Linked DNA regions of Macaca mulatta: region 2 is linked to region 1. Evidence: chromatin contacts called from public Hi-C data. All regions are on one chromosome and are shown on one strand. The core of a region is the stretch at or near the end of the contact, and the rest is flanking DNA. Distances in the headings are between cores, read along the strand shown.

Region 1 (3,958 bases), core at 434-2,933:
AGGGAAGGGCAGTTTCCATGAGAATGCGGGTGACACTGAGGGACTTTTTACCTCCTAGGTTGCAGGCTGGGGGAGTTCCAGGAGGGCAGTTCCAGCCCAGCTGAGCTGCACTCCTGAGAGGAGAACCAGAAAACCCCAAATTAGCCATTTCTGTACAATAGAGCACAATTTCATCTTATCCACAATAGTGGCAAGAGAAAGGTCAGGGAATCCTTTCTCTTGAAGTCCCATAATCTCAGGCACCACCTGGGGTGTCTCAGGAGTGGGGTGGGGTGAATGGGAGGGATGTCAGTTATTACAGCAACCTATAACCATCCCTCTAGCATGAATGTGTCCAGAAAAGGTAGGGCTAGAAGCCAACAGAAGCTGTTACCATGACAACCCCCTCCCTAGACACACTCCACCTCTCAGAGATTCTTAAAACATCCCCTGGCCAGGGGTGATGGCTCACACCTGTAATTCCAGTACTTTGGGAGGCTGAGGCGGGCCTAAGGCTGATCACCTGAGGTCGGGAGTTCAAGACCAGCCTGACCAACATGGAGAAACCCCGTCTCTACTAAAAAAAAAAATTAGCCAGGCGTGGTGGCACATGCCTGTAATCCCAGCTACTCGGGAGGCTGAGGCAGGAGAACGGCTTGAACCAGGGAGGCAGGGGTTGTGGTGAGCCGAGATCGGGCCATTGCATCCCAGCCTGGGCAACAAGAGTGAAACTCCGTCTCCAAAAAAAAAAAAAAAAAAAAAATTCCCCTCCTTGGTTGGGCTTGGTTCCTAGGGTCACTCGAAGGGGGCTTCTCTATTACCATAGTAACCAGGCCTTGACCTTGCCTGTTTCTCGTCCCCCAGAGGATGGTCCAGGCCCTGTAACCATAGCAACTGCCCCTCAGCAGAGCATCTCCTCCTCTAAATAAAAACACCTGGTTGGTTTGGTGCATGGGCCTCCCACAATGGGAAGGGGAAGACGGTTACCATGGTAATGCCAACTAGGTGGCTATGGGGGAGGGGCTGGGGAAGACGTGCTTCTCTTAGAGATCAGCGTCTTTGGGGCTGGGGTACTTTCTACCTGAATGCTAGGTGTGGGGGGTTGCCATAGTAACCAATGAGGAAAGGAGCAGAAGGACCACCAGGGACTTAGGTTACCTTAGCAACCTTCTCCTGGTGCAGAGTCCGAAGAGGTTTGGGGCTCCATAACCACAAAGGTGGAAGGGAGGGGAAGGCTGTCCCCCACCAACTCGCCCCCACCAATGGGGAAAGGTTACCATGACAACCGACCTGGACAGGAATCAGAGAGGATGGGGCCACTGCTGGTCGCCCTTTCTCTCAGAGTAAAAGTAATTGTCCAGGAGAGTGATGTTTGGGTGTGGAAGGGGTAAGGCTCTTTTTCTGGGGCGGAGTAGGAGGAGGGGGGCAGAAAGTGGCCCCTTCCTCAGTCTCACTCCAGCGAGGGGGACCGTCGTGCGGGGTCTGGGTCTCCCTCGCCCTCCTCGGGGCGCGATCTCCCTCTCGCCGCCCCCCGCGCGGGCACGCTAGCCCTCGGGGTCGACCCGGGTGGGCGAGGCTCGTGCCCGGCCTCGCGCTCGCCACCAGCCCCTCTTCCCACTGTCCTCCGTCAGGCGCGCGCGCGGTGGTGGTGTGTGTGGTGCGGGGGGGGGGGGTGTTGGAGCGCCCGCGCAGGCGCGCGAAGCACAGCGGGCGCGCGGGCCGGCCCCGGGGCCTCCATGATGGAGGAGCGAGCGGCCGCCGCGGTCGCCGCCGCCGCCTCCTCCTGCCGTCCGCTCGGCTCAGGCGCGGGCCCTGGCCCCACTGGGGCGGCCCCGGTCTCCGCCCCTGCCCCCGGGCCGGGCCCGGCAGGTAAGGGAGGCGGCGGCGGAGGCAGCCCTGGGCCCACGGCGGGCCCGGAGCCCCTGAGCCTGCCGGGGATCCTGCACTTTATCCAGCACGAGTGGGCGCGCTTTGAAGCCGAGAAAGCCCGCTGGGAGGCCGAGCGCGCCGAGTTACAGGTGAGCGCCGTCCCGGGACCCCCGACCCCCCAACCCCACCCGGCCCGGCCCGGCCCGGCCTCACCCGCCGCCGCCGCCGCCGCCATCTTGGAGCAATGGCCGCCGGGACGGCCGGGGGGGGGCGGGAGGGGACCGCGACGGTCCCGGAGGGCGAGTGAGGGGCCGTCCGAGGGGTGTCCTGAGGGCACCCCGGGTGGGAGGGGACCGGGACGGCCCGAGGTGGGAGTGGAGGGACCGGGAGTGGGAGGGATCACCGGGACCGGCCGAGAGAGAGGGGCCGAGGTACCAGAACTGGCTGGGAGTGGGACTGGGACTGGAACTGAGCGCGCCGGCCGCGGGGCTCCTGAGAGAGGCGACTCGGGCCCTGGAGGGGAGCCCAAGAGAACTCGGGAAAGGGTGTGGAGAGGAGCTGGAGGGGTCTGGGAAAGACCTCAGTGGTCTCCTGTGGGAGTGAGCAGAAGCTCGGCGGGCGCAGAGGGACCCCCGACCCCGGCCCTAGCCAGGTGCAGGTGGGAAGTAGAAGCGTCCGAGGGGGGACTTGGGACACGCTGGGAAAGAGCGGATCCAGACCGGGAACCGGGAGGAGTTAGGGAGAGGAAGTCCGGGAGCCTGAGATGGGTGTGTTTCGGGGCGACTGGACAGTGGGCACGGAAGGGTGGCTGTGTAAGGACCCGAGAGGTGGGAAGAGAGTTTCGAGGGGTCCAGGATGAAGGTGTGTGCCTTTCCCTCTTAGGGGAAACTTTGGGGATCCCGGGCATGTGTGGCTGCAGAGTGCAGGGAAGGGATCTTTGGAGTGGAAGTGTGGACAGAGCAGGAGATGTACCCTAGGAGCCTGGGTGGGAGAACTTGAGAGTGGAAATTCCACTTGGGGGTGTGCAGGAGTGGGCGCGATGGCACTGAGATGGGACGTGTGTGTAGGATGTAGGAAGAGAACCCTGAACTGGAGTGTGGGGGTGTCGGGCATGTCCAGTATGGAGGTGAGGGTCCTGGGATGGTGCCAATGAGGACGAGTTAGGTGTTACCCTGGGGTGATGCTTTAAGGGGGAGAATTTTGTAGAGCCCGAAGGCAACATGAGGAGGCATCTCAGAGAGAACGGGGGTAGGGTGGGGTTGGGGGGAAGGAGATATGTTTGTGGAAGTCCTGGGAAAAGACCCCATGGTTTGTGGGGTAGCTTGGGACAGGGATGTGCTCCGGGCTGATGTATGGAAGAGTCTGAAGAGTTGGGCTGGGGTTTGTGACCTCGTGGAGCATCAGGTCCATTGGCAGTGACTGGAGGATCATGGAGATGTCCGGATTTGAAGGGATTAGGAATGGCCCACTGGAGGTCTGAAGATTCTTGGACTGGGTTATTATTAGCAGAAATTGTCAGTACTTTTCTGCTAGTATTCCTTGTAGCAGCCCACGTTTCCCCTTCCGATTTGCCGTTTTCTATCTAGTGGAAGCTGGCACCCAAATAAATAACTGATGAGAATTTTGTCGGTAGGGGTGGGGTGCGGTGGTTCATGCCTGTAATCCCAGCACTTAGGGAGGCTGAGGTGGGAGGATCCCTTGAGCCCAGGAGTTCCAGGCCAGCCTGGCCAACATAGCAAGACCTCATCTCTACAAAAAAGTACAAAAATTAGCCGGGCGTGGTGATGTGCACCTGTAGTCCCGGCTACTCAGGAGGCTGAGGTGGGAGGATTGCTTGAACCCCGGAGGTTGAGGCTGCAGTGAGCCGTGATTGCACCACTGCACTCCAGCCTGGGCGAAAGAGTGAGATCCTATCTCAGAAAACAACAACAACAAAAACGGTATTTTGTTCGTAGGATGAGTAAAGACCTCAAGTAACTCTCCCCCTGCCCTCACTTGTGGTGGCTGAGGCTTGGAGCTGGGGTGGGAGCAGAATCCTTATGTAACTGCTCTCACTTGTGTCCCACTCTCTACTTCCGAAGCTCTTTCCCAGCATACATCTCATCAGATC
Region 2 (3,745 bases), core at 189-2,688, 380 kb before region 1:
GGCGGGCAGATCACTTGAGGTCCGGAGTTCCAGACCAGCCTGGCCAACATGGTGAAAACCTGTCTCTACTAAAAATACAAAAATTAGCCGGGTGTGGTGGCGTGAGCCTGTAATCCCAGCATTCGGGAGGCCGAGGCGGGTGGATCAGTTGAGGTCAGCAGTTCGAGACCAGTCCGGTCAACATGGCGAAACCCCATGTCTACTAAAAATACAAAAATTAGCCGGGCGTGGTGGCGGGCCCCTATAATCCCAGCTACTCGGGAGGCTGAGGCAGGAGAATCGCTTGAATCCGGGAGGCGGAGCTTGCAGTGAGCTGAGATCGCGCCACTGCACTCCAGCCTGGGCGACAAGGGAGAGACTCCGTCGAAAAAGAAAAGAAAAGAAAAGAAAACCCCATCCCTAAGCTACTCCACAATGCCCAAACTATGTCTCCTGTCTTACCAAGGCACAGCCCCGTACCAGACACAAGCAACCTTTTCGGGAGCCTACTGCCGTCCCCCTCCAGACTCTCCGAGCCTCTCAAGAGTTCCATTTGACATAACTTGCTCCAAAACTCCTCAAAACCCGCATTCTTTCAGCCTGGCCCGCCCCTGAGCACCCACAAGAATGTAAGCTCCCGTCGGCCCGGTTGGCCAGTCCAGTCTCCCCCGTATCCAGCACGGAACCGGGTCCCACACCATCGAATGAATGAACTATGTCCTTCACCTCACCCCTTCCACGTACCCCAGCCCCTCTTATCCCCTAACCGCGACCTAAATCCCACAATCACCGCTTTCGGGCCTCGGATTTCCTGAGTTTGAATTCTCCCGCTCCCTCAGGACTCCCCAATCAGAGCCCCCTTCAGAGCTCCCATCCTTCGGAACGGCTCTCCCAACCACTTCCCAGACCTTCCAGAAACATCCCCAATCAACTCCTCTAGTTCCCTCAGGAGCGAGACGATCCCGGGGCACATAATTCCCGCCTCCTCCCTTCAAATCACACCTTCCCGCTCCTTCCGGGCCGCAAACGCCTCAGACTAGACGCCCCCTCCAGACCCTCGGCGCCTCAAGCCGCGCCGGCGCTGACCGTTTCTGGGCCTCCAGTCCCCACAGGCGGATCTGCCGGTCATACTGCGCCGCCTCCTCCTCGCTGATGCCGCCGCCAGCCTCCTCCTTCTCCACCATGGCGCCGGCTCTTCCTGCCTCAGCTCACGTCCCGCTCACGCCAACCGCCCGCCAGCCCCGCGCGCCACCAACCTCCGCCGGCAGCACACCCGGGGTGCTTCTGCGCGTGCGCAGACCCCCTCCCACGCCTGCGCAGTACCTCGTCCAAGGAGCCTGGGACCAAAAGTACCTCACGAGACTCAAAGGCGATCCGGCAACTGCATGTCACGTGACGGAGGGTCCAACCAATCCTAGCCCCAAAAATGGCGCCGGTTAAGGCCCCGAGGGCGTTGCCCACGTGGTCACTTATGAGGCGCTTAAATTCTGCAAATATTTAAGGCGTGCATACTGAGATCCCAGCAATAGGGATGTTGTAAAATAGGGTATTGAGTAAAATCGACAAAGCCCTGTCCTCATGGAGTTTACGATCCAGTGAGAAAAACCCAAAGAGAAATAAATATAAACCCAGCGATGACAAATGCTTTGGAGAAAAATAAAGCAGGACATGGGGCTACAGAGTAACAGGGGTGGTCAGGGAAGGCTTATCAGAGGTGACATTGAACTGTCAATTTTCTTTTTTTTTTTCATACAGATGAGGTCCCGATGTGTTGCCAAGGCTGGTCTCGAAATCCTGGTCTCAAGCTATCCTCCCGCCTCTGCCTCCCAAAGTGCTGGGATTACAGGCATCAGCCACTGTTCCCAGGCTTTCATGTCCCTACTATGCGTTGCACTTTGTGCCCAGCCCTGGACATACAATAATAATAAAAAATGGACACATCTCTGCTTTGGAGGCAGTCACGGCCCAGTGGGAGAGAGAAGCATTAAGAAAACAGGAATAGGCCAGGCGCGGTGACTCACGCCTGTAATCTCAGCACTTCGGAGGGCCGAGGCAGGCAGATTAGTTGAGATCAGGAGTTCGAGAGCAGCCTAGCTAACATGGCGAAATCCCGTCTGTACTAAAAATAAAAAAAAAAAAAAAACAGCAGAGCATGGTGGCTCACACCTGTAGTCCCAGCTACTTGGGAGGCTGAGGCAGGAGAATCGCTTGAACCCAGGAGTTGGAGCTTGTAGTGAGCCAAGATCATGTCAGCACTCCAGCCTGAGATAGAGCGAGACTCGGTCTCAAAAAAATAAATAAATAAAACAAAAATAACAGAAAAGAAAACACGGATGGCCCCAGGTGGGCAATATAGTGAAACGCCATCTCTATTCAAAATGCAAAAATTAGCTTGGTGTGGTGGCACTGAGCCTATAGTCCCAGCCACGTGGGAGGCTGAGGTGGGAGGATTTCTGATGTTAGAATCATAGGCTTTTTAGCAGGGCACAGTGGCTCATGCCTGTAATCCCAGCACTTTCGGAGGCTGAGGAGGGCAGATCACGAGGTCAGGAGTTTGAGACCAGCCTGGCCAAGATGGTGAAACCCCCTCACTACTAACAATACAAAAATTAGCCGGGTGTGGTGGCATGCCCATAGTCTCAGCCAATTGCCAGGCCGAGGCCGGAGAATTGTTTGAACTGGGAGGCAGAGGTTGCAGTGAACCAAGATCCTGCTACTGCACTTCAGTGTGGGCGACAGAGACTCTCAGCTCAAAAAAAAAAAAAAAAGCCACCACGCCCATCTATTTTTTTTTTTTTTTGAGACAAGAGTCTCTGTCGCCCACACTGAAGTGCAGTGGCGCAATCTCCACTCACTACAAGCTCCACCTCCCAGGTTCACGCCATTCTCCTGCCTCAGCCTCCTGTGTAGCTGGGACTACAGGCGCCTGCCACCATGCCGGGCTAATTTTTTAGTGAAGACCAGGTTTCACCGTGTTAGCCAGGATGGTCTCGATGTCCTGACCTCATGATCCGCCCATCTCGGCCTCCCAAAGTGCTGGGATTACAGGCTTGAGCCACCGTACCGGGCCTAATTTTTGTATTTTTAGTAGAGACAGGGTTTCACCATGGTGGCCAGGCTGATCTCGAACTCCTGACATCAAGTGATCCACCCACCTTGGCCTCCCAAAGTGCTGGGATTACAGGCGCGAGCCACCACACCTGGCGGAATCATGTATTTTTATTTAAGAATTGGCATCTGGCGTGGTGGCTCACGCCTGTAATCCCACCTAAGCACTTTAGAAGACTGAGGTAGGAGAATCACTTGAGACCAGGAGTTCAAGACCAGCCTGGGCAACATGACAAGACCCCTGTCTCTACAAAAAAAAAAAAAAAAAAATTTTATTAGCTGGGTGTGGTGGCGCATGCCTGTAGTCCCAGCTACTTGGGAGGCTAAGGTGGAAGAATCCTTGAGCCCAGGCGTTGGAGGCTCCAATGAGGTATGATGGCACCACTGCACTCCAGCCTGGACAACAGACCTTGTCTCAAAAAAAAAACAAAAGGTGCCTAAGATGTTTTTCAGATCCTGAATTCCAGCAGAACAGCTGATGCCAACCAGTGTGAAGACCCCAGAGAGGAACCAAATTGACAGGAGAATAGAGTTTCTTCAACTCCCTGTTTCATTACTTCACCCTGCACTCAACCAACCAACGATCCCCACACTTCAACCCACTCCAAAACCCTTAAAAACCCCTGAACTCCCTGGGGAGGTGGATTCGTGGTTTCCT

The links. A called contact is a pair of places that touch in the nucleus more often than the background predicts.
Region 2: a Hi-C map of liver shows a contact between it and region 1, with 3 times the contacts expected there. The contact joins the promoter of SAE1 here to the promoter of STRN4 in region 1. A contact is called at or near these places in 2 of 14 Hi-C or Micro-C datasets (fetal cortex germinal zone and liver).

Annotation. Positions count from the first base shown.
Region 1 is chr19:59,224,040-59,227,997 of T2T-MMU8v2.0, reverse strand. It overlaps STRN4 (striatin 4), which reads left to right and starts at 1,683. Exons shown (of 18, transcript XM_015124322.3): 1 at 1,683-1,997. The coding sequence starts at 1,716. It also overlaps a transcript of FKRP not described here.
Region 2 is chr19:59,608,982-59,612,726 of T2T-MMU8v2.0, reverse strand. It overlaps SAE1 (SUMO1 activating enzyme subunit 1), which reads right to left and starts at 1,438. Exons shown (of 10, transcript XM_077980743.1): 1 at 1,303-1,438.